Linked DNA regions of Mus musculus: all the other regions are linked to region 6. A link is a contact called in public HiChIP or PLAC-seq and promoter capture Hi-C data. All regions are on one chromosome and are shown on one strand. The core of a region is the stretch at or near the end of the contact, and the rest is flanking DNA. Distances in the headings are between cores, read along the strand shown. Region 1 holds the start of Dock6 (dedicator of cytokinesis 6). Region 2 holds the start of Pde4a (phosphodiesterase 4A, cAMP specific). Region 3 holds the start of Fdx2 (ferredoxin 2). Region 4 holds the start of Epor (erythropoietin receptor). Region 5 holds the start of Ccdc159 (coiled-coil domain containing 159). Region 6 holds the start of Tmed1 (transmembrane p24 trafficking protein 1). Region 7 holds the start of Raver1 (ribonucleoprotein, PTB-binding 1).

Region 1 (3,447 bases), core at 351-2,850, 340 kb after region 6:
GCTCCAGATCCCAGTTGAGTGAGCCTGCCTCAAAAATGAAAATAGAGGGAGGCTGGCAAGATGGCTCAGGAGCAACTTGCTGCTGAGCCTCCTGAGTATAATCCCAGGAAACCAAGTGGAAAGAAAAGGCTCCTTCCTACAAGCATCCTGTCACACACACACACACACACACACACACAACGAGAGTGGTATACACATGTACACACAGTAAGTGAATGCTAGGATAGGGTGAGAACCTTTCTCAAAATAAAGCAAACACAAAAGCAAGGTGCTGTAGATGTGGTTACCATGGAAACTGAGTGTGGCAGGGGGGGCCAGGAGTTCATGGCCGGTCTTGGCTACATAGTGCATCTGAGGTCAGCATGGGCTACGTGACCCCATCCCAGACTAACAAAACACAACAAAGTAAAACCAAGACTCCATTCAGTTGCAGGTTCATCTGGGGTTGTGGGAGAACTCAATAGGTAGGTGAATGTGCAGAAGCATCTATTTATCTACCAGGCTGCTTGGGAAATCTTGGGCTCCCTCACTACATCAAGGCCCAGGATCATTCTGCACATCTTTCCCACCTGAGCTAAAGGCATAAGGACTTAGGAGGCAAGACAACAAACAGAAAACTGCCCAACTGCTCTGCCCCAGATCACAACCCTCCTCTATCCAGAACTCTCTGTGGCTCTCACTTCACTTGGGGTCACAGTCAAAGTCCTTCTGGCCTACAAGGCGTAGGCCCTATAAAATCTATTCCTATTGGTCCCTCTGTGGCCCCAGGGCCTTTGCATTTGCTTCTTTCCTGGATGATGGGCAGATCTCTTCCTTCGCTCCTTTAGGTCTGTGCTTAACTCTACCTGGCCTACCATTGAGACCCTATCCTCCCTTTCCTGTCTTATGCATCCACACCATACCACGGACACATCTATGTTTGTCCCACCAGAGCGAAATCCAAGAATGGGGCAACTTTCTTGTGTCTCCATCAGGGTGGGACCCACAGAGTGGCTTCTCTCACCTAAGGTGGTCAGACAGGTCTCCAGAGGATCGGATACCTGGGATGATTTACCTGGGATGATTTCTAACCTACCCCAGATTTGAGCCTCTCTCACAATCCAGTGTCCATGGAAGGGGATCCCCCAGCATCTGTTGCCTGTCCCTCCCCTGTCTGCCCACCAGCTGGTTCAGTCCCCAGCCCCCTCGGCCCCCTCCCACGCCCAGCCGGTGCTGGGAGAGGCTGGGGCAGGAGACTGAGGGGCTATCCCCAGCTGTCCCCAGCTCCAGACAGCTGGGTCCCGGGACCCTGGGCGGGGGAGGGGTGCGAATTTCCCCAGGCTGGTGAAGGGAAGGACGGCAAGAGGGTCCGAATGCAGCCTAGCACTCTCGGAGCCCGGCCCGCACGGACCCGGGATGCGCTTCCTCCTCCGGGAAGTCCTCGGGGAGCCCGGCACGCCCCCGCTGCCCGCCATCTCCAGCACTCGCCCGTCCCGCCCAGAGTGGCCGTGACCGCGGCCGCTCTCACTACCTGTTGATCTTGTGAGCGAAGGCGCGGCGCTCCGAGGCCGCCATGACGCCCCGCGTCCCGCCGCAGCCTCCCGAGTCTGGGCAGCCGGGCTGGGCGGAGCAGGCGCGCGGGAGAGGCGGGGCCTGTGCTGATGGGGCGGGGCCTGCACTTCGACCCGCCCCAGCCGCGGAACCAAGACGGGAATGACGCGGGGTCTTCTCGGGGCGTGGTGGCGAGGCCGGGCCAACTCTAGGATGGGGAGGAGCCTTCTCTGGAGGGGGCGGGGCTTTCCCTAGATAGGGCGGAGCCTTTTCTGGGATGCCGTGGGGCCAGCATTGAGAGTGGGACAGAAATACTGGGGATGGGGAGGAGACAGCGCTGACAGGAGGATGGAGCAGGCTGTGATCTGGGATGTCGCTGCTCTAGGATAGGGACCGGGACAAGGCTGGAGAGATGAGGATCTTTGTGGGCGTGGCTTATGAGGGACGGTCCTTGATGGGCGGGACGTTGTGAGTGGCTCATCTCTGCGATGGGCTAGGGAGCTGGGGACCAGGCAGAGCAGGGCATGGGGTGGGTGTGGAGCAGGGGCAGGGCATGGAAGGGAGTGTTCCCCTCCCACTGGGGTCAAGATGGGGAAACTGAGTCTTCTGTTGGGCTGGGAAGAAAAAATACGGAACATCAAAACCTGTTAGGTCAGCCGGGCAGTGGTGGCTCATGCCTTTAATCCCAGCACTTAGGAGGCAGAGGCAGGCTAATTTCTGAGTTCGAGGCCAGCCTGGTCTACAGAGTGAGTTCCAAGACAGCCAGGGCTACACAGAGAAACCCTGTCTCGAAAAAACAACACAAAACAAAACAAACAAACAAACAAAAAAGTTAGGTCCTCACTAGTCCCGGAGGCACGCTGCCTAAAAAACAACATCAATGTCACACAATAATTACTAAGGTTTTGTTTATAGTCGCTCAATGGACATAGGTGGGAAGAACTGTTGTTTTCCACTACTGACAAGTGGGTTAACTGAAGCCTAGCAGTGTGGAGGCTTTTACATAGTAGGCCTCAAAAGGTGCTCAAGGGACTTCCTGCCAGTCTCTGGGTTGCAGTAGAGAGGTGGATGAGTCCAGCTAAGCTCAGGGGTGTCACTCTAGGAGGTGTGACTCAGAAAGCCAGTATCGATACCTGAGCGAGCCAGTCCGGAAGTTTCTGATTACCTGAAGTTGTAGGATGTCTTCATTAATTTGTGGCCTTAAATATCTTCCCAACAGCTCCTTTCCCAATAACAGTTTCCTAGAATTTTTTCAGTCCTGGCTCATCTTTGGATATGCCAATTGTCTGCTGCCTCCACACCTTCTCCTGAGTAGCTTCAGCCCTCTGAGCAGTCACGGTCAAAACAGTCTTGGTAGGGTAGGCAGCTGTGCAGCACAGGACATGTCTGCCTCAGAGCTTTTTTGAGTGCTGCTCGTTATCCCACCTATGGATGGATGCTAGCAGGAGCCCCATCTACAGAGGATGAAATTGGAGCCAGAGGGCAGGGTGACTTGCCCCAGTTGCCCAGCAAATCTGTATCAGCTTCTGAAGGCACAGGAAGGAGACCTAGATGGTAGGGGAACCCCCTAGGTATCCATCTGCTCTTGATCTGTGTACACAGCTGTCAGGAGCCCACGCACCTACTCAGCGTGGTCCAGTGGCTTCTGCCTGGGAGATGCAGAATATAACTCCACCCACGACTGTGCTGGGCCACACTCAGTGTTACTCAGGTCCCTGCCTCTTCCTCTGAGGCCAGGTAGGGAACATGGAGCTGGATCCTTCCTGATGCTTCCATTGTGCACTGTCTTGGCGGCATCTGTGTCTCACCTATCCTTCCTTGTGCAGAGCCTCCGTGGCCCACCTCACTTGGGTCATAGTCCATCCCTCCAGGCCTTGCATAAACTGCCCTGTTACCACTCTGTCCTCATAGCCTCCC
Region 2 (3,661 bases), core at 798-3,297, 340 kb before region 6:
AGTAAAGTCCCCCCTCCCACACTCCAGCCTCTATTTAGTTCAAGTCCAGCTTGATTCACCTCAGTCCTTGAGCCTTCAAATACCTGTAGCCTAGCCCTTGCCCAGTCCACACCTCCAGGTCACCGCCCTATGACCCTCGTCCAGAGCTGTGGCCCATGGTTACAAGGTAACAGCTGGGCAACGTGACACTTGCAAATGCTTGGGGGAAGGTTCCTGAGAAAAGTAGGGGAACAGATACAGTTCTGGCTTTGGGGAACACCTGGGGCTGTTGGTGGGGGGCCAGTTCTTATGCCGCGCTCCTTCACCCACGCTAGGAGTCCCCTCCTGCTAGAGAAAAGCGGTTGAGGAAGTTGGAAATTGGGAAAGGTTCAATTGCCTGTGTGTTAATAAGAACGGGGGTGGGGGCAAGAATACAAGGCTTGTCCCCCTAGACGACCAGGAGAGGTGATGTAGGGGGCGAGGGCTTGGGCCAAGGGACATTGCAGCACCTGAGCAGCGATCTAGCCTGGGAGGGAAGTGAGAAACGGGAGGGCACACAGCACTCCACCCCCCAGCCCAGCAGCCATCGGGGCTCAGCCAGAGCCGGGAGGAGGGATGGCGACTCGCTCGGATTCCCACTCGCTCTTTGCTCGTTCGCTCGGCACGGCGCTGAGGGAGGCGGGAGCGTGAGTCACGGCAACTCCGGATTTAGGTGCCGGAAGGGGGGTTCTGAGGGCGGGGGACGCGGGGAAAAGGCTCCGATTGTTTACTCGCCTGAAAACGTCAGGGGTGGGTTTCACCCTCCAATGCTCTCCTATCCCAGCTACCCCTCCCACCTGCCTCAGTTTACCTTTCGAAGAACAGCTTAAAGTCTTTAAAAATTAAAAGAAGAGGGGGCGGCGATTGGGCCAGCGGGATTCTCAGTGGGTAAGGGCGTTTGCCTCCAAGCTTGCCTATTTGAATTCGATTCCCAAGGCCCACTAGGGAATCGTTAGGAGAGAACTGACTTCTGCAGAATGTCCTCTGTCCTCTCCTATCCTCGGCATCTAATGGGTATTCGCAAGGACTGAGGGTGCACAGCTGGACCAAATCTTGCTGCAGTAGTTGAGATATGTAGCATTTGGATGATGAAGTGGGAGACTCGAGTTCCCATACACACACACACACACACACACACACACACACACACACACAAATAATGTAATTTAAAAATTCTGAAAGATAAGAGGTAGCGATACCTATATATTAGTCACAGGGGGACCCAAAGGGACACACTCCCATACCTCCAGATGCCTCCAGGCCGACCATACACCAACATGCGTCCTCAGTCACAGACAACTGAGGAAGAATCACGTGCACAACTCGCACCAGCATCCTCCCATTATAATGACAATACAGCGCCGGAGTGCGTGGGAAGGTGTGCACAGTCCTGGGCCACCGGAACAGACCCCACGGGACGCTCCGCCCTCCCGACGGGTCGTACACGTGCGCGCGCCTTCTTACACCCCCCCGACAGCAGCAGCGGGAGCAGTCACCACGTGCGCGCACACACTTCCAGGCGTCATCGAAAACATAGACAACCCTCGGAAGGGGCCACGTGCGCTCACATCCCGCCAGGCGGTGGAGGAGCCACACGCTGTCATTGGTCCTGCGTGCAATACTGTTAGCTTGCAGACACCGCGTCCTGGTGGCACGAGGACCACTCCCGCAAAAGGGGACCTGGGATAAAGGGTGACAGGGGTTCTAAAAACGAGGATACGACAGCCCCTGACTCCGCCCTAGCCTTGATGGATGCGGCTGAGTGACACCCCGCCAACCAGTCGGATGTCTTCGTCCCGATGCCATTAACCCTTTAACTCTTCGGTCCCTGTGCGTTGTTTGCTGCTCCAAAGGGCTCTTGGAGATTGGCGCGCGTTGGCGCCCCCTCCCCGGCGGGAATGGGTTGTGCGTGGGTGTGGAGGACCGCCACCCTCCTCTCCTTGGAGGAGGAGGGGGTGGCGCTGTGACAGTCGCCAGGCGGGCGGGCGGGTGGGGGGGCAGGGAGGGGCGGGCCGGGGCGGGGAGTCGCGGCTGGCGCCGGGTTCCGAGAGCGCAGCGGGCTCCAAGCGCCAGGAGGACACCGGCGCCGCCGCCGTCCGCGTTCTCCGTCCTTGGGCGCCATGGCCCCACTGAGGCCAGGAGCTCCCGTGGGTCCCCAAGCACCTCGGCCGTGGCGCCACTGAGCTCGGACAGGCCAGGGGACGTTTTTGCCCCCGGGCACCCCACAAGACAGAGCGGGAGCCATGGAGCCTCCGGCCGCCCCCTCGGAGAGGAGCCTGTCTCTCTCTCTTCCCGGGCCCCGAGAGGGCCAGGCCACCCTGAAGCCGCCCCCCCAGCACCTGTGGCGGCAGCCGAGGACCCCGATCCGCATCCAGCAGCGCGGCTACTCGGACAGTGCCGAGCGCTCAGAGCCAGAGCGCTCGCCGCACCGGCCCATAGAGCGCGCCGACGCCGTGGACACTGGCGACCGGCCAGGCCTGCGGACTACCCGCATGTCCTGGCCCTCGTCCTTCCACGGCACCGGTACCGGCGGAGGCAGCAGTAGGCGGTGAGACTCCCCCGGCGAGCGGAGCGCACAAGCGCTCGAGGGGCGCCACGCGCAATGCTGGCCAAAGGGGGCGCTGTGGGGCGGATGGGGGGGCCAGCGTGACCCGCGTGGGTGGAGAGAGGGGGCGCCACTGCACCAGAAGCCCTTTAACTTATGGGATACCCAGGGTAAAGTTGAGGGTCGGGGGGATCCATGCTGTTTTAGGGCTCTCTACAAGCTTAGCCAGTAATGGTACAGAGCAGCTGCTGGAATGGGAGTACCTCTTGGAGAGACTGACTGAGGCTGGACTAATTGTGGGGTGTCCTAGGGAACATTCGATAAGGGGTGACTGAAGAACCACGCTGGATACTTCCCATGGGGTAGCACACTAGACGCTAGTGGGTGGAGAATTGGATCAGGGCAGCCCTACAGTAGCTGGTGTTAGTCCAGGCTGTATTATGACTTGGAACAAGCCCTAGCCAGGCAGTTAGGGCTTCATGGCACCCCAAGGTGCCCCATGGACCTGTGCCAAGGGCATGTGAGGTCCCATCAAAGAAGAATTCCCACCTTTCTGAAGTGACAGATGAAGGTGTGTAGAGTAGCTGGGATTCCTGCCATGGTAGCCTCAGGGAGGGGTCTTCAGTTGTGTGTGACAGGCTGGGGCTGCCTGTACTTGGGGCTCTGCCTAACTCTGCTATGAAGACAGTGATTGTGACAGTGGCATTGTGCTTCTGGGCTTCTGTAACTGTCCCAGGGTGACTATGTTGGTGTCTGTCACAGAGCTGTAACAGCATGGCTGTATCTGTACTCCACAGAGTGCAGTTGTGACATGATGACAGTGATGGCTGGCTCTGCCATAGTGTCTGTGGTGGTGACAGAGTAACTGTGTCCTTGTGGGACCATGGTTAATGTGGCATAGTGACTGTTTGCTTCAAGGACAGCAGATCGACAGTTTCCATGTTCCAGGGGACACCTCCTTGCTGGCAGGATATGTTCCACAGACTCAGAGCTTTGGGGCTGTTATATGTGCCAACCTTCCCTGAGGCCCTGTGAGACAATGTGACCACTCTTGTGGTCAGCCGAGGCTGGCCTTGAACTTGTGACGGTCCTGCTTTG
Region 3 (3,267 bases), core at 228-2,727, 440 kb before region 6:
GGACAGGACTGAGCTGTGATGCCTGAAAAACAGCAAGAGAGTGGTGAGGGACAGCACTGTGCATCTGTGATCCCGCTTCAGTTCCACCTCTCCCCAAAAGGTAGTCAGCGGCAGCACTAGAGAATGGGGGGTCAACATGGAGAATCCACAATTTCCAAGAGAGCACAGATTCTAGCAGCTCAGTAAGGGCTGCTCCAAAACCTAGTTTTATTTTAGTGTTAATTTAAAGAAAGATTTTTAAGTGTTTCCATGTGTCTCTGTGTGGGTTGTGCATGTGAGTAGGTGCCATGGAGGTGAGGTAGTGTGCCCGGCACTACTGGTACAGAAGGCTGTGAATTGCCTGGCACAGAGCTGGTGGTAGGAAGAGAACACAGGTCTTCTCACAAGCCGTCTGCAGTCTTCAGCACTGGCGACCTTTCCAGTTTCATTATTGCCATCTTACTGGCGTTAGCGCAAAGGTGGTAAAACAGTAGAGACAACCTGTATTCTCAGAACTGAGAAAGCTAAGGCAGTATGATCAGCCAGCAGGTTTAAGGGTAAGTCAGAGACTCTGTCTTAACCATTTTGGCACTAAAGAGGTGGAGGCAGGGGCATCACTATTGTGAGTTTGAGCCTAGCCTGGTTATATAGCTGATTTCAGAACAGCCTGAATAACATGGACTCCATCTCAGTTCTTCCCATCCCACCTATTTGGTGATATGGTAGGCAGCACATGCCTGTAGTCTCAGGACTCAGGAAGTGGAGGCAGTAGGTTCACTGCAATGAGTTGGAGGCTAGCCGGGATTACATACTTAAGTTCCTGGACAGCCTGATTCACAGAGTGAGATCGGACCCACCCATACACCACCTAAACAAAAGTATTGGATTGTGGTAGTGCACACCAGGTCCCAGGAGGGTCAGCAGTTCAAAGTCATCCTCTGATACATAGTAAGTTCGAGGCGAGCCTGAGCTATAGGAAACCTCTCAAAATTACAAAAAGGTATAAGAATGCCAAGGATCTCCCTAGTTTCATATGACCTACCTTCCAGGTCCACCCCGTGGCGCTGGGCCAGGTATAGAACATTGTCCCCGACTTTGCCCCTCACCGGGATCCGCTTGCCAGAGCGGTCCACGAACACCACGTTGACCCTGGGGACAAACAGGGTGCAGGTGCTGAGCCGGAGGCAGGGAGTGGCAGGGAGGGGCAGGGCGTGGCACGAGGGGCACTCACACGTCCCGGGGCAGCTCCGGGCTGTCCGCCGCCTCCTCGCCAGCACGCCGCTCGCCTGGAAACACACGAGTGGGTGAGCGGCTGCGGCCTCGCTGCACGCCGCGGCTCGGCCCAGCCCTATGTACCTGTAGTCCCGAACGTCCTAGATGTTACCGCCGCGTGCCCGGCCCTGGGTCCCCAAGATCCCCCGGCCGCCCGTAACAGGACCCGGGCGCTCACGCCCCGGGCCATGGAGGCGGCCATGATAGGCCACGTGACCGGAAGACCTAGCATGCTCTGCGCGTCCTCAGCGACAGTAAACGCAGCGTTTGGGCGCCGTGTGAGGTCAAAGGTGATGCACTGGGATCTAGCTGGACTTCCGGCCTCGCCCTGTGGTTGGATATTTCTTCCCTTAGGTCGTACTGTATGTGTTCTGCTTATATGTACGTATGTGCACCAAGTGGGTGCCTATGGAGCCCAGAAGAGTTGATGGGTAGTGTGGGGCTGGGAACTAAAACTACGTTCGGCAATTGGGACCAACCTCTGAGTTCTCTAATTTTTAGACAGGATCCCCTAGTCTGGCCTTGATCTCCGAATTCCTTTGCTGGAATTACCGGTTATGTGCAACCAGTATTTAAATTTTGTTTGAGACAGAATCTCTATAGACTGAGAAATTCTTAAGTCTCTAAGCAATTCATATAGACCAGGCTGGCCTCCAAGCCCAACTTAAATTTTTAGGGATTGTGTGTATGAGCCCATCCGTGACATGTGTGTAGGTCAGTGGTCAATCTGCGGGAGTCAGTTCTCTCCTTCCACCATTTGGGGCAGAGGGATAAAACTCAGGCTGTCTGTGTTACCAGAATTCTGAGCTAGTTTGCTGGCCCATGGTTTATATCAAGAACCAGCCAGCTCTGATTTTTTTTTTAAAACCGTTTACTTACAAACTTTAATTCAGCAAAGGTCTATGCAGGGGGTGGGGGTGGGGTGAGGGGGTGAGATACACCCACTGGAGTGGGTTTGGGTTATCATGTTTGGGGAGGGAGGCTGGTGGTGGCTCAGCTGGCTAAGGGCAGAGCCCCTAGGTCCCCCTCACATGGACAGAGAGGAGGCCTGCTCCAGTGATCCAGCCTGGGGATGGTAATGACCTGGGTTTGAAAGAACATGGTAGAGGCCCAGTGGCCTGGGTACAATGGTCACCTTTCACAGACAGCAGGGGAGACTGTTGAAGCCAGCAGAAAATACTGGTCTCTGCATCCAGGCTTTGGGCAAAAGGGGTGGTTTGCCAAGATCAAGGCTTTAGCCTTCTGTCCACAGGGCAGACACCTGGAGAAAGGATGAACCCTAGGCCAGAGCTCTTTGGTCCTGAGCGGAGCTTTTGGAGCTCCGCATCTGTGAGGCTCTGACCCAGCAGGACCTGTGGCCCAACTTTAAGGCATCAGAAGGCAAGGATACTGGGGCAGGGGCTGGAGATCTTGGGGCTTAGGGTACTGGCCAGAATAGGCAGGCAGGGGCATGAGACAGCTATACCTGCAGCAGATGACTGGGAAGAGAATAGGGTTAAGCTGTTGGAACCTGCACATGTGGAATAGAGCCTGGGCAGGCCAGACCCTGAAGGAATCAATTTGGGGCTTTTCTGGACGGATGGGGGAGTAGATGTGATAATCATCCTGGTTGTTTTAAAAAATAATAAAAATTAGAAAAGGAAATAAAAGTCAATTGTCGAAGTTTAAAAACGGGGACTGTCTCTGATCCTCACAGGTCAGAGACACCTCCAAAGGCACTCAAGAGGCCAGAACACAGGAGTGACGAGGCAGGAGAGGAGGCCTGGAGCTAGGGAGGGAAAGAGAGCAGGTCAGGCCCCTCTCTCTTAAGGCTGCAGGGTTTGGCTCCAGGAGCAAGCCCACAGGTAATGGTGTGGCCCCAGATACCCCACATTCCTTGAGCTCCAGCTGGTTGGTCAGCAAAGTCTTTTGCAGAGATTTCTCTATTACCCAAAGAAAGGACATTAAAAAAAATAATAAAAATAAAATCCCAGAAAACACAAATACCAGAAAAAACCCAAAAGCAACTTGGTGCAG
Region 4 (3,317 bases), core at 305-2,804, 450 kb after region 6:
TCCATTGATGGAAAAGAATTATTCCAGCTCCGGCCACCCAGGGGCGACCTCCACACCATCCGCACCACCCCCATCCCCTCCTCCGTTCCCGGAGTTTCCCACCCTTAACCTAGTCTCCAGGCCCATCCAGGAAGCTCTGCTCTACCCACCCCTCCTAAGGCCACCCAGTCCTGAGGACTCACTCGAGCTGGTATGAGAAGCTGTAGTTGAAGTCCATCCCGGAGCTCGCCGCTTCCTCCCAGAAACACACCAAGTCTTCCAAGCGTTGGGTGAAGCACAGAAGTTCTTCGGAGCCCCGGGATGCCAGCAGGGCCGCTAGAAAAGGGGATAGCCATGGCGGGGGGAGGGGGAGATCAGGGAAGCCCAGGTCTGCCTTCCACGGTGCCCTTACCCTCCCTCTTGTCGCCTGTGCAGATCCGATAATTTTAGTGCCCCGCCCTCTTCTCCAAAAGGGCCTTCGAGGGGTCTTGCAAAAGTGGCGCCTCAGAACTCCCAAGAGTAGCGACCCCGCCTGCCTTGTTCTACTCCTCCGTGCGCACGCCCACTCACCCTGCAAGTTGAGCGCTGTTCGCCCCGCCCTAGCGGGTGTGTGTGAGCGCAGAGAACTCGGCCTCCTATCGGTTCCCGCAGGCACCCGGCTGTCCCCCGATAGCGCCAACCGTGTCCCCCGCCCCCTTCCTCCTCCTAGCAAGCCGTCCAAAGGACCTAGCACCATCCGCCCGCCAAACTGAGTTTACAGTCTGCAGCGGGTCTGTTTCACAGTCTCTGGGAGCTCGATCCCCTCCCCCAGGAGAGCGGACCTAGCACTACCTTACCCTTGCCATTTCTACCATATCCCAGACTCCCTCAAAACACGAAACAGAGCCGAATGTGTTGGCTCTTGCAGGTCATCCCAGCAACTGGAGGTGGAGGCAGGAGAATCAGGAATTCAAGCTCAACCTCAATTACATAATGAGTCTGAGGGCAGCTTTGGCTACACAGACGCCGCCTCAAAACCAGAAACAGTACAGGCGAGTGACACATGCCTTTCATCCTAGCAATTCCAGGACATCCTGGAATGTCTAGCGAGATCCTGCTTCAAACAAACAAACAAACAAACAAACAAACAAACAAACCAACCAATCTTAAGCCTCTGCCCTGAGCATCACTCCAGGGCGAGGAGACTCTGAGATGCCTCATCGAGTTCAGACACCAGTTTGGCCCCTAGGACCCCATCTGGAGGTTCAGGGGACATTTAGCCCCTGGGACTCGGGCTGGGAATTCAGACCACAGCATTGCCCATGTACAGTTCTTACCTTTGCTCTCAAACTTGGGGTCCGGGAGGCTGGGTGAAGGTGCCCAGGCTGCCCCAGCAAGTAGGAGACAGAGGGGGCCTACCCGAGGCCAGAGGGGCACCCTGAGTTTGTCCATGATGCAGCCCTAGCTTCAGGAAGCTCAGGGCTCCAGCGCCCCTGTTTCGTCCCCCCCACCTCTCCTTCCCTTTCCTCTTTCCCCTTTCCCCTAGTCCACAGCTGGGTCAGCAGCAGCTGCCGGACACAGCTGACCAGGAGCTTCTAAGTGGCAGCTCCTTCCAGGGGGCGGGGCCAGCTTGCAGGCTGGGGACAGATAAGCTACAGCCACCAAGGGAACAGGGGCCTTCTTGGGCACAGCCACTGCCTAAACCAGTGTAGGGGGTGGGGCAGACAGCAGAGTTTTGTTTCGGGTGGCTTTGCTAATGTGGTCACGGACAAGTGACTTATGTTGTTTCACCGTCTAGGTCTAGTCCGGGCATCTGTGAATCCAGCCTGCTGTGCAGCCGGCAGGCCACAGATGGAAGAGAGGCTCTCGCTCCAGCCAGTATCTCTTCCCCAGCTCAGTTCAAAATAAGAATCCTAAAGACAACTAGCAACTGGGTGTGTGAGTGGAATCAGGCTGTGTAGCGTGACAGACACGTGCTATGGTGTTTTCTGTTTATGAATTACACGGATTTGGGAATATGAAATATTTACTATTTTTAAAATTACATTTGTGTGTGTGTGCATGTGTGTGCATGCACAAATGCAGCAGGATGCTTGTGGACAGCACAGAACAACTTGGGGAGTCAGCTCTCTCCTGCCTTGTGCTCCTGGTATTAAGCTGAGGTCTTCAGTATTGGCAGAAAAATCTTTGACCAGCTGAGCCAGCTCACCTGAGCCATCCGTCTCACCAGCCCTGATTGTTTTGGAGACAGTGTATCCCAAGCTGACATCAAGCTCCCTGAATAACTAAGGATGATGTTAGACTCCTGGTCCTCCTGCTTTCACTTCCTGGGTGTTGGGATGACAGGCATGCACCACCTATGTGGTGCTGGGACTGGAACCCAGAGCTTCACCTTACTGAGCAAGGGCTCTGCCAACTCTACAGCTCCAGTATTGCTTGCTTTCTTCCATGCAGGATGTCACTAAATAGCCCAGGCCGTCTTGGAACTGTGGCAATCCTCCTGACCCAAGCTTCTGAGTGCTCAGATCACAGACCTGTGCTTTCTTTCTTTTCTTTTTTTTTTTAAGACTTATTTATTTATTATATGTAAGTACACTGTAGCTGTCTTCAGACGCACCAGAAGAGGGCATCAGATCTCTGTTACAGGTGGTTGTAAGCTACCATGTGGTTGCTGGGATTTGAACTTCGGACCTTTGGAAGAGCAGTCGGGTGCTCTTACCCCTGAGCCATCTCACCAGCCCCAGACCTGTGCTTTCTATACTTAAAAATAAAAAAAACAAAGTTGAATGGCGGGTAGTGGTACAGCACTTGCCTAGCAGGTGGAAAACCCTGGGTTTATCCCCAGAACCCCCCAAATACAGAGATAGGTGGATGCATACATATACATACATAAGTACATAGTACGTACATACATACATACATGGGTAGATGCATGGATACATACATACATGAACAGACACATATATGGATATACACATATACACAGATACAAGTATGTATATGTTCACATATGCATACATGCATTGACACACCCATGGACAGATAGGTAGGCAGATAGATGAATACATACATACATTCATATATACATACATTTATGATACAGTGGTTTAAATGAGAATGGCTTTTATAGGCTCATATATTTGAATGTTTGGATCCCAGTTGGTGGACTGGGCTGGAGAGATGGCTCAGCGGTTAAGAGCACTGACTGCTCTTCCAAAGGTCCTGAATTCAATTCCCAACAACCACATGGTGGCTCACAACCATCTGTAATGGGATCTGATGCCCTTCCTCTTCTGGTGTGTCTGAAGACAGCTACAAATGGGCTGGAGAGATAGCTCAGTGGTTAAGAGCTCTGACTG
Region 5 (3,653 bases), core at 444-2,943, 420 kb after region 6:
ATATCTATATATGAGAATGTTAGAGGGAGACACCTATCATCAATCCCTGGTCTTTCTTTCTTTTTTTTTTTTAATCTCCCACCCCAACCCCTGGTCTTTCTATATAAGATTGTACACATGTGCACATGAATGTACACACACACACACACACTGAAATAACACAAATCTCCTTAAGTGTTCACTGGAGTCTTGAGGACTCTCAAATCCTCATACCTGACTGACTTCCCACAGTGTGAGGTGAATCCAGGCTCGCTGTGGTGCCAAGATGCAGAGGTTGATGAAGGCACAGCCCAAGGAGACGTGAAAATAGACTGGGAAGACCTTGCTCTGCACCAGTCCAAATGTGTGCCGCGGGAGGCTCCGAAAAAGCAGGAAGCCTGGGAGGTGGAGGGCCACAAACACCGTTAGGTTGCTTCCGGGTCCCCCTCCTACTCAGTCCTCACTCTAAATAACAGGTTGGAGGGTCCCTACCTGAGATAAAGGTCACCCACACCTGCATGCCCCAGGCACCAGACAAGACCAGCAAGTGGATGACTTTAATCAGACTTCCCGGGTCCTCTCCTTTTTCCATTCTGCAGCCCTGGGAAGGAAACAGTGGTGACTCAGCTTAACCTTCGACCCCCGAGCTTTGAGGCCTTGGCAGAGAGTGCATAGGGCCAGCCTCACACTGGTGCAAAGATGAGAGAAAACAGCCTGGAAATGGCAGTTGGAAGACCCAAAGTAGACCCTAGACAATCTCAAGCCCAACCAGTCGATCTGGGCTCAGGCTTGGGGCTGGAATCGTGGCTTTGCGGTCAGGGACTTTGTTGGTGCTGGCCTTACATGCTATCCTCCATACTTGCAAAATAATAGTAATAATAATAAGTAAATAATATCACCCAACATGAAGGCTTGTACCTGTAAATCCCCAACACTTGGAAGACGGAGACAGGGGAGTTGCCACTTTTCTAGCTCAAAGTTAGAAAAAGATTCCTCAATTCCAAAAAGCCTTTAAAGACGTAGAAACTGGCCTGGTGATTCACAGTTGTAACCCCAACATATCAGAGGGTGATGCAGGAAAATCACTGAGTTTGAGGACTGCCTGACATACTGTGAGACTCTCTCAAAATAAGGAAGCAAGCAAACATCTCAGGTCCAGCTGAGCAAATGGCTCAGCGGGCAGAGCGTTTGCCTCACGTGCAGGAAGCCTCGCGTTCCGTCTCCAGTTCTGCATAAAACAGGTTCTGGTTCTAGTCTGTCATTCCAGCACAAAAGTAGAAACAGGAGGGGCAGGAGTTGGAAGCCAACCAGAGATACATGAGACCTTGTCTCAAAACCAAAATTCTAGAACAAAAGACTCTCTCTAAACCACAATGTCCACTGCACCCCAAAAGCTTGAATCCCAGCAGCTCAAGTTCACATACTTAGGTTTTCAGGGATTACCCTAGCTCTGCAGACATCTAAGAGCCCTCATCCGGAACCCGAGATATTCTAAGAACATCCCAAAACACCCCCGGAGCCCCATCTGACCCCACCGTTGGAGCACACGAGCTCAGGCGTAGGGACCAAGAACCGTGGCAGCTCCAGTGCAGCTCCGGCTTGCCTGAGATTTCCCAGGTTTTCTTCCGCCCCGCAGGCCTCGCCCCACCTCCCAGCCAGAGCCAATGAGATCACAGCTCTCACTCCTCTGGACTCTCCCACTTAGGGATTGCCCAGTTGGCTTGCGGGAATCAACTGGCCATCTCGCCTCTCCGGACTTCATCCAGTCTCACCGAAGATGCGCAGGCGCCAATGAGCTCCGCGCCTGAGCGGAGTGAACGGGCGTGGCTTATGGGAGGACCACGCCCTTCTCTGTGACTCCACCTTTGGCCTCCCCTCGTTTTCCAACGATGGTGTCCTCAGGGGATCAAAACTTCAGCGTCACAGCTGGGGACTGGCTTCGTGGTCCCTGATGGGAGAGCATGAACGGGTGGTATGCTGTAGTAGGTGGGAATGGAAGAGAATGGGGAGACTGGAAGGGTGTTAGATTGACAGAACAAGGGGTTAGGACTAATAGCAATGGTTAAGCTTCCAAGCTCGAAAATTTTTCTGGAGAAGGGGACAGCTGAAGATTCAATTGGGGTTGTGGGGAGGGCAGGCAAGGTTGGGGACCTTCTGGTGGTGACGCTCAGAAATGTGTCTTTCCTTTCCCGCTCTAATCTTCGAGGGTATCTGTGGTCCTCAGGTGACATTCTAGAACAAATTTCATTTACAAGCATTGGACTAAATCTGTGTAATCAGGGCAGCCCAATATAGTATATATAATTTTTTCCCCTCCCAGATAGATTCTCACTGTGTAGCCATGGCTGGCCTGGAACTAGCTTTGTAGACTAGGCTGGCTTGGAACTCAGGGACCCCCTGAGTTCTGGGATTAAAAGGGCTGAACTACCACATCCTGTCCTTTATGTGTTTTGTTTGTTTCAGATTTAAAAAAATTTTTATGTGTATTAACGATTTGCTTGTATATATGTCTGGGCACTGCTTTCGAATCTAGTGCCTGTAGAGGTCAGAAGAGGGCATCAAATCCTCTGGGACTGGAGACACAGACGGTTGTGAGTCACCCTATGGGTGCTGGGAATTGAACCTGGGTACTCAGGAAAAGCAGCTAAACCAACTCTCAAGCCATTTTTTTTTTTAAGGTTTTTGTGACAGGGTCTCTTGCCCTGACTTGACTGAGACTCACTAAGTGGACCAGGCTGGCCTCGAACTCAGAGAGATTTGCCTGCCTTTGCCTCCTGAGTGCTGGGATTAAAGGCATGTGACTACTTTCTGTCCCCTTTTTAAATATAAAGCCTTGTTATCCTTGTTGTGCATGAGACATGTCTTACGAGTGCGTGTGTCATGGCACGCACGGCAGAGGACAACTTTACGCAGTTGGTTTTCTCTTCCCACCTTTAAGCTGGTCACTGGGCATCCGTTTGGGTTTACCTCTCCTCTGACTTTCACTTCTGCCAATACTGAGGAGATTCTGGCTGGAACATCTCTGAGGAGTCTCTTTGGGGAAACACTAAAGAGATCAGGTGTCTGGGGCTGGTTCTTAGTTGGCAAAGCACCTGCCTAGCGTGCAGCTGGGTTCCACCCCAGCACTGTGTAAACGGGATGCAGTGACACACGCCTGTCGTCCTAGCCACCGGGGAGGTAGAAGATGGAGAATCAGCTGTTCAAGATCATTCTTGGTTACATAATGAGTTGGAGGCTAGCCTGGGCTACATGAGACTGTTTCAAAACAATACATAGCTAAAACCAAAAGGATGGGGAGTTAGTGGGCTCAGAGCTCCTCCCATGCCCCCTTTGCAGTGACTCTCTTTTGGCTGGCCTATCCCGGGACTCTGACGACTGTGTTTCTCATCTCTGCACACCTCCGTTACTCGCCATCACATCTTGGGCTGCTAAGGAGAGGAGCCAGTACTCACCACCTCCTGGAGAGCCTGGTAGACATTTGGAGGCCTGGGAGGGGCTGACAATTACAAGTGGCTTTCACTTGTCCCTGAAGGAAACCTTTGTCCCCCTAGGGCCCTCCTCAGACAAGGCTTTGGACTGTATGACCCACTGGTCCAGGGTTTTGGAGCCTGAGATCGTGAACACTGCTTCTGAACAAGCAGGGAAGTCTGGGGCCTGGGAGAAGGAGTGGGACT
Region 6 (3,443 bases), core at 922-3,421:
GGGAGACACATGGGGCCACTGCTAAGGACCCAACTATGTAGTGTCTCATCTGAGTCTGGGAGGTGTCCAGCAAGTCACACACCCGCTGCCCTCATCCTCTGTGGCAGGGGCTACGTGGGTACAGGGCGCTTGTCATGGAAGAAGCGCTTGAGTGTGCAGACTTGCAGGACAGCCACCAGCAGCAACACAGCCACATTGGCAGCTGACCAGAAGTTGACCCGCTCCAGGTTGTCTTCTTGAAGATTTCGATCACGAGCCTCAAAGGCTCGGAGCAGAGTGAGCATCTGGATGCTCCGTTCCAGCCGGGTCCTCATGGTCTCTATGGATTCCTGCCAGGGCACAAAGGAACGGGTCAGGCTGCTTAAGTCAGAATGCCTACCTACCCCACCACGCACGGCTCTGGCTATCCGTTCACCTGCCTCACGTCTTCTCTAGAAACTGAGGGGTTTTCCCCTTGGTGTTTTTTTTTTTGTTTTTTGGGTGGGTGTGAGACTTTTCTTTTTAAGAGGGATTGGGGCACACGTGCATGGCAGACGACCCCAGGTAGCCAGGCTTGGTGCAGTTGCCTTTGCCTATCAAGCCACTTCACCAAACTCTGCTAGTCTGTGCAAGCCAAGGATGACCTTGAACTTGTGATCCTCAGGACCAAGAGAACCATACCCAGTGTGTGCAGTGCTGGGTGTGGGGGCTCAGCTGTGGGAGCGTCCTAGGTAAGTGCTCTGCCAACTCAATTATTCCCGGCCCTTTCTGTTGGTTTTGTGAGACGGGAGCTTGCTATGTAAATAAGGTTGGTCTTGAACTCACTGGCATCCTGCCTCAGCCTCCTCAGAACTGGGATTCTAAGCATGCACCATCATACCCAGCTCACCTTGATGTCTTCCATTTTGACATCAAGCATCTCTTCTGGCTCCACAGCCTCCGCCCAACCTTCTACCTCCTCCTCATCTTGGAAGCTGTCAAAGATGAGCTCAAAGAACACAAGCTTTTCTGAGATGGTGCTGAAGGAGTTGTCAAAGCACAGCCTGTAGTCTCCGGCCTCAGTAGGCTCCACCCTGGGCAGACAGATGAGACATAGACGTGACCCTGGAGTGACCAGCCAGCTGGTCTGTGGAACCAGTAGGATGGTAACCTGAGGCCACTGGGGAGCTGCAGGGCTGTAACTGAACCAAGGCAGGGCAGGACTTCACTCACGTGTGTACCCCATCAGCCTTTCGAGACTCACTGACCAACAGCACACCCTGAGGGCTCTCCAAGGTGAAGTCCACGTCCAGCCCAGCACCTCCGATCACCTGAAGAGCAGGTAAGAATTGGGGAACTGGCAGCTTTGTGCAAGCCTATCTGCCACAGAAAGCCTGGGTTAAACCGAACCGGGAAAGACCCATGTAAGATCACCAAGAACCTATCTTTAAGAAGAAAAAAGAACAACCACAAATCCCAGGTATTTGCTTGAGATAGAGGAGTAGCGCCTGTGGAGGGAGATTAGTCAGAGCTGCACTTCTACCATAGAGTTAGGAAACTCGGGTCGTCGTAGTTTAGCAGCAAGCGGTTTTTGTTTTGTTTTGTTTTGTTTTAACCCAGCAAGCTATTTGGATTCCCCCAAGGGCCTATCTGAAGACCAACATCCATCCACACCTACAAGGTTTCTTCCCAGTCCCTAAGATGGATACATCCACGTGAGGTCTTTTATCAACCACCCTGCCAACGCCCTTGAGTAGTCTAAGGTGGCTGTCTACCTGACCGCTAACTTAATCGTAACCTACCCAACAGCCGCCAGGAACTTCCCTAGAACCCAACCCAAAGAGCTCTGAGCAGAGCATGCCCCTTCTCTGCAAGACTATTAGCGTTCTGGCCACACCTCTGCCCCGCCCCTCCCGCCTGTTGGCCACGCCCCCAGCCCTGCTCTATTCCGAGCCCGGGACCCCCTCTCTCACCTGGTACTCGGTCTCAAGACTAGCATTGGCCGGTGCGGACTGATAGAAACACTGCTTTCTCCCGGCGGGAAGCAGAAATGTGAACTCGCCGTCCTGGATAGGCGGCGGCCCTGCCTCTCCCACTCCTACTGCTGGCAGGAGTAGCCACAGGGCCAGTGCTACGGCCGCGCCGGCCGCCATCATCCGGGTCACCCTCTACTCACGGGGCGTGGACCCTTTAAGGATTTGTCCTGCCCACCTCTTATTTCGGCAAAGCTCATTGGCTTCGGCTTCTGTTCGACCCCAAAGCCGCGGAATGCTGACTGAAGGGCCCCAGGATGGGGAGCTGCCCTGGTAATTGCCTAATCTGCTAGAAAGCATACTAACGCTACTGCGAACTTCGTGAAACCTACCCAAGTCTGATATCAACCACTGCATTTGGTGGGGGCACTGACAAATCTAAAAATGGTGAAGCACTTCTTTACAGGCAACAATTAAGATGACTAAACGGGGAGGTTTGCAGGTCCTCCCTTGGCACCGCCCGCTCTCTGCCTTCCCCAATTCAAGGTGCTTTTGCCCATTGGTCAATCAAGTGTAGGCGTAGCCCTCCGAGGACGGCGGCTTTGTTGGATTCTGATCTCAACTTGTGTGACGGGTGCGACAGGCAGATATGCCAGGTGCTAGTATTCCAATATTGGAGTTCTGGCGATGTTAGTTCAGTGAGCATGGCCTCCCCCGACTGCTTTTCCTTTACACCTTATACCATCCCTAAGGGGGTGGTGGAATGTTTGTTGGTGAGTAGAATACTGCCTCAGCCTGCGTACAATACATCTCAAACCTTTGGGTCAGCAGGTCCACGTGCATCTGTGCTGACACATGCAGTATTCCAGTACTTGAAAGGCTGAGTCGGGAGGTGGAAGGAGTTCGAGGCCATCCTCTCGAACTGGTATGGAACTACATAGTTCCAGACCAGCAAAAAAATCAAGGAATCTATTTTGGGCTTTGAATGGCTCAGAGAACACAGGCGCTTGCTGCTAAACCTAATGACCTTAGTTTAATCCCCATGTGCTACGATAGTGGAAGGTCAGAATTGACTCCTGCAATTGTCCTCTGACCTACACACACACACACACACACACAACACTGTGTGCTTAGCTCTTGTTCACTTGACAAAATAATCTGGCAAGTTGAGTGTCACTTGAGGAATTGCCTGTTGGGCATTTTCAACGTTGCTGGAAGACCCAGCCCACTGTAGATGGTACCTTTCCTAGACAGGTGGGGATGAGCTATATAAGAAAAGTAGCTTGAGCCGGGCGTGGTGGCGCACGCCTTTAATCCCAGCACGCAGGAGGCAGAGACGGGTGGATTTCTGAGTTCGAGGCCAGCCTGGTCTACAGAGTGAGTGCCAGGACATAGGACAGCCAGGGATACACAGAGAAACCCTGTCTCGGGGAAAAAAAAAAAAAAAGAAAGAGAAACCTCAAAAGAATAAAGGTAATTTACAGCAACCAACATCAGCCTAAACAGAACTCA
Region 7 (3,512 bases), core at 859-3,358, 420 kb before region 6:
GAACATTGTCCTCTAACTTCCACACTAGCTGCCTATGCTAACACACACACACACACACACACACACACACACACACACACACAATAGATAAAGGAACTGACAAGGGTGGGTGGTGCCTGCCTTTAATCACAGTACTCAAGAAGCAAAAGCAGGTAAGTGGATCTCTAGGAGTTCAAGGCCAACCTCAGCTTCATGTGAGTCCCCGCCTCAAAAAAATTAAGACACGGACAGACAGAACAAGGATCTGCTTCCTCTGACACAACACAGGACCCACAATTCAGAACAGATGCTGAGCCAGGTCCTGTTACCACTGGGGACTGTCATGTCATAATTGCCCTGTCCATCCATGACCCACAAACCTGTCCCTTTGTATTTGTCCACGAAACAGTACTTGAGTTCGTAGTCGCTCAGGAGGTCATGTACTTCCTGCAGAGACACAAGCAGAAGCCGGGGAGTCACTGGGCAAGGCCGCCTACAGGTGGACCCTCCATTCAAGCAGATAAATGAATAGCTGTTTGTCCATACAGCTATCTTCTACAATCTATCTTGTGCAGGGCAAGACTGCAGATTACATGCTAGGAACACCAACAACTCAAACTGCACACCTTCAAGGAGGCTGCCCAACTTGTCTGATTCCCCTGTGCAAGGTTGAAACCGGTCCACAGCTAATTATGAAGCCATTTTCTCCAAGAGGAAAACAGCTGAGGCTGTAAGAAGTGAAACACACAAACTATCATGACAACAGGGGGCATGCTACCCAGGGGTACCTGGCCAGGGCTGTCATGACAACAGGGGGCATGCTACCTGACCAGGGACCCCACTCACTTATCTGACCCTACACTGTGTGGGTGCAGGGGCCACCCAAACTCCCTCATGTTGACAGGGCTGCTGTTTTGAATGCTGGCTTCCAGGGCAAGTTGCCTGGCTTCCTTGCACCAAATGACCTGTGTATGAGCCCAAGGAGATAGGGCTGGCAGTTCCAGATATGCAGGACACCATGCACACAAGTGTCTATTCCTTGTCTGGTCCTTTATTGTGTTCCCCAACACCTCTGCAGCTTCACTAGCCATGTGCCTATAGAGCAGGGGGTACTAGGGTGAGCCAGTGAGCAGACAATTTAGCAGCAATCAGAAAGGGCCTATCCCACCACCACCGGGCAGGGCAACAGAGATACCACTTTCTTGGGTCCAAAGAGCATTGCACACCCTGCTCTACATGGGTTCCCAATAGAAGGGCAGTCCCGGCAGACAAGATTAGCCACAGGGAAGTGCCACAGAATACAACCCCCGCCCCCCACCGCGGCATGTTCATGTCGAAAGGAGACTTCATTTTCCCAAATCAATTCTAGTAGGCATTGAGGGATGCAGCTCCAACTTCCGGGTCTACCTCTAAAAGGTGTCGATTATGCTTGATAAGAAAAGCCATGCTCTTAATTCTGAAACTTCCAGATTTGAGCTCCTGTCACCCGAAGGCAGAGGAGGGAAACAACCCTCTGAATATGCATGGGTCAGTTGGAATCTATTTCAATCAATCTATTCACAGTCTCCCGTACATATTTCAGCAGGGCCACAGCTGCCTGCCCCTTCCAACTACCTGCAACCTTCAACCACTTGGCCTCTCCCAAGTCCGATGGTCGCCCCTAGCAACGTCGACCAGCACTTTAAAGTGTTTTCTTTTTTTTCTTTTTCCTAACCATGCCCTTTCCACTTCGTTCTTAATGTTTCACGACCCTGGGAGAGGATATGACACTGGGGAGAGCCCCCACTCACAGCAGCGTTGGTACCGCCCGGTTTCCACCCCCCCGCCCGCGTGCGCGCGCACGCGCACCGTGGTGTTTCCCGCCACGCTCTCACCCCCACCCCCCATACCTGGTTGGTCACGTCCCCCGGGAGGCCTCGGATCAGTATCTTGCGGCGGTTACGGAACTGGCGCTCAGTGTGTTCCAGGCGTTTCCGGATCTCTTCCGGATCGAGCGGCGGCAACTCTTGTTCGGGCGCCCGGCGATCGACGGTCTCGGGAGTTTCCGCTTCGGCCTCCGCCTCTGGGCTCAGCGGCGGCCGGTGAGTAACGGACACGTCGGCCGCCATCTTGGGAAACCCGGCGCCTTCTGGGACCAGCGAGCTCAGGGCGGAGCGACATAGAGCGGCAAGGAGGTCGCGTGTAGTGATTGGTTGGTGGAAGCCCCGCCTCTCTCCCGGCCCCTTTCAGCGTATTGGCTAGAACCAGCCCCGCGAGCGTTGCCCCCTTCCCCTGACTCTGGGCCATTGAATAAAAGGGCGGAGCTGCAACATGGAGCCGCCTTACAAGGCAGGATTGAGAATAGGCAGGCGTGAATCCCTAACACCGCCTTAAGAGTTGGTCAGGTGCACACACCTGTAATCTAAGCCCTTTAGAGGGGAAGGCAGATCTTATGATGTCATCCACAGTTACAACGGAAATCAAATTCATGAGGATCCTGTCTCAAAAGAGAAAATGAAACGACAGACAAAAATTAGGTGTACTGATGTACGCATGCAATTCCAGCACTTTAGAAATGGAAGCTGCCAGGCAGTGATGGCGCACGCCTTAAATCCCAGCACTTGGGAGGCAGAAGTAGGTGGATTTCTGAGTTCGAGGCCAGCCTGGTCTACAGAGTGAGTTCCAGGACAGCCAGGGCTACACAGAGACATCCTGTCTCGAAAAACCAAAATGGAAGCTGCAGGACTTGAAGTTCAAAGTCATTCCCTACTATACAACTCAAGTTTGAGATAAACCTGATTCAAAAAAGAAAAACAAACAACCAAATAACAACGACAAATGCTGGCATTATTTTCAGCACTCTGAAGGCCTAAGCAGCCTGGTCTACATAGTAAGTCAGGGTTTCAAAAAACAAAGAAAAAAAGGACTAACTGCTAAGCATGGCAACCCCTGAGTTTCATTTCCAGCAGACTTGGTAGGGGTAGTAGAGATAGACAGCACAGGAAGCAAAAAGTTAAACAGGAGCTGGGGAAGGAACTGGCAAAAGACACAAGGAAGAAAAGATCAGCAGTTTATAATGACAGACATGGATCTCTCTAGCACCAGAAAACTACTTTCAGGAGTCTATGGGCAAGTGCTAATGTGTGTGTGTGTTTGTCTTTCATGACAGGGTTTCTCTGTGGCTGTCCTGGAATAACTTACTCTGTAGACTAGGCTGGCCTTGAACTCACAGAGATCCACCTGCCTCTGCCTCCAGAGAGCTGGGATTAAAGGTGTGCACTATCATGCTGAAAGTTTTATTTTAAAGATTTATTTTTATATTTTTTAATGTGAGTACATTTAATGTGTGTCACTCTCTTCAGACACACCAGAAGACGGCATCGGATCTCATTACAGATGGTTGGGAGCCACCATGTGGTTGCTGGGAATTGAACTCAGGACCTCTGGAAGAGCAGTCAGTGCTCTTAACCACTGAGCCATCTCTCCAGCCCTTGAAGGTTTTATTGATCTGGAACTTGATACGGCCCAATCCTCCTCTCAGTCTGGACCTTGGT

What was found. Promoter capture Hi-C pulls out the DNA fragments that hold promoters and counts their contacts. HiChIP or PLAC-seq counts read pairs in DNA pulled down with a chosen protein or histone mark.
Region 1: a contact with region 6 is called in a FOXA1 HiChIP or PLAC-seq map of pancreatic cancer cells. The contact joins the promoter of Dock6 here to the promoter of Tmed1 in region 6. A contact is called at or near these places in 3 of 39 promoter capture datasets (liver, neural stem cells and pre-B cells), 1 of 484 Hi-C or Micro-C datasets (embryonic stem cells) and 3 of 115 datasets of contacts at active chromatin or transcription factors (embryonic limb bud, embryonic stem cells and pancreatic cancer cells).
Region 2: a contact with region 6 is called in a promoter capture Hi-C map of liver, with 4 times the contacts expected there. The contact joins the promoter of Pde4a here to the promoter of Tmed1 in region 6. A contact is called at or near these places in 5 of 39 promoter capture datasets (cranial neural crest, liver, macrophages and 1 more), 1 of 484 Hi-C or Micro-C datasets (embryonic stem cells), 3 of 115 datasets of contacts at active chromatin or transcription factors (bone marrow-derived macrophages, embryonic limb bud and pancreatic cancer cells) and 1 of 9 other capture datasets (liver).
Region 3: a contact with region 6 is called in a promoter capture Hi-C map of liver, with 2.1 times the contacts expected there. The contact joins the promoter of Fdx2 here to the promoter of Tmed1 in region 6. A contact is called at or near these places in 3 of 39 promoter capture datasets (liver and pre-B cells) and 2 of 9 other capture datasets (liver and pancreatic islet).
Region 4: a promoter capture Hi-C map of embryonic stem cells shows a contact between it and region 6. The contact joins the promoter of Epor here to the promoter of Tmed1 in region 6. A contact is called at or near these places in 2 of 39 promoter capture datasets (embryonic stem cells and pre-B cells) and 1 of 9 other capture datasets (pancreatic islet).
Region 5: a promoter capture Hi-C map of liver shows a contact between it and region 6, with 4 times the contacts expected there. The contact joins the promoter of Ccdc159 here to the promoter of Tmed1 in region 6. A contact is called at or near these places in 4 of 39 promoter capture datasets (embryonic stem cells, hippocampal neurons, liver and 1 more), 1 of 115 datasets of contacts at active chromatin or transcription factors (pancreatic cancer cells) and 1 of 9 other capture datasets (macrophages).
Region 7: a promoter capture Hi-C map of neural stem cells shows a contact between it and region 6. The contact joins the promoter of Raver1 here to the promoter of Tmed1 in region 6. A contact is called at or near these places in 3 of 39 promoter capture datasets (embryonic stem cells, neural stem cells and pre-B cells) and 1 of 484 Hi-C or Micro-C datasets (B cells).

Annotation. Positions count from the first base shown.
Region 1 is chr9:21,851,035-21,854,481 of GRCm38.p6, forward strand. Dock6 (dedicator of cytokinesis 6) reads right to left here and starts at 1,601. Exons shown (of 50, transcript NM_177030.3): 1 at 1,511-1,601. The coding sequence starts at 1,554.
Region 2 is chr9:21,163,667-21,167,327 of GRCm38.p6, forward strand. Pde4a (phosphodiesterase 4A, cAMP specific) reads left to right here and starts at 2,048. Exons shown (of 15, transcript NM_183408.3): 1 at 2,048-2,566. The coding sequence starts at 2,262. It overlaps Gm36118 (a long non-coding RNA gene), which reads right to left and starts at 2,002. Exons shown (of 3, transcript XR_870565.1): 1 at 1,263-2,002.
Region 3 is chr9:21,072,054-21,075,320 of GRCm38.p6, forward strand. Fdx2 (ferredoxin 2) reads right to left here and starts at 1,478. Exons shown (of 5, transcript NM_001039824.3): 1 at 1,336-1,478; 2 at 1,211-1,265; 3 at 1,022-1,128. The coding sequence starts at 1,453. It overlaps Raver1 (ribonucleoprotein, PTB-binding 1), which reads right to left. Exons shown (of 13, transcript NM_027911.4): 13 at 2,105-3,267. Gm38431 (predicted gene, 38431) reads right to left here. Exons shown (of 17, transcript NR_038081.2): 13 at 3,238-3,267; 14 at 1,211-1,265; 15 at 1,022-1,128.
Region 4 is chr9:21,962,022-21,965,338 of GRCm38.p6, forward strand. It overlaps Epor (erythropoietin receptor), which reads right to left and starts at 1,555. Exons shown (of 8, transcript NM_010149.3): 1 at 1,296-1,555; 2 at 183-315. The coding sequence starts at 1,410.
Region 5 is chr9:21,925,778-21,929,430 of GRCm38.p6, forward strand. Ccdc159 (coiled-coil domain containing 159) reads left to right here and starts at 1,694. Exons shown (of 13, transcript NM_025977.3): 1 at 1,694-1,951; 2 at 3,316-3,449; 3 at 3,531-3,653. The coding sequence starts at 1,941. It overlaps Tmem205 (transmembrane protein 205), which reads right to left and starts at 1,758. Exons shown (of 4, transcript NM_178577.5): 1 at 1,515-1,758; 2 at 472-580; 3 at 214-377. The coding sequence starts at 571.
Region 6 is chr9:21,508,063-21,511,505 of GRCm38.p6, forward strand. Tmed1 (transmembrane p24 trafficking protein 1) reads right to left here and starts at 2,172. Exons shown (of 4, transcript NM_010744.4): 1 at 1,932-2,172; 2 at 1,192-1,289; 3 at 869-1,052; 4 at 1-329. The coding sequence starts at 2,114. The coding sequence ends at 111.
Region 7 is chr9:21,089,891-21,093,402 of GRCm38.p6, forward strand. Raver1 (ribonucleoprotein, PTB-binding 1) reads right to left here and starts at 2,109. Exons shown (of 13, transcript NM_027911.4): 1 at 1,869-2,109; 2 at 360-426. The coding sequence starts at 2,087. It overlaps Gm38431 (predicted gene, 38431), which reads right to left and starts at 2,118. Exons shown (of 17, transcript NR_038081.2): 1 at 1,869-2,118; 2 at 360-426.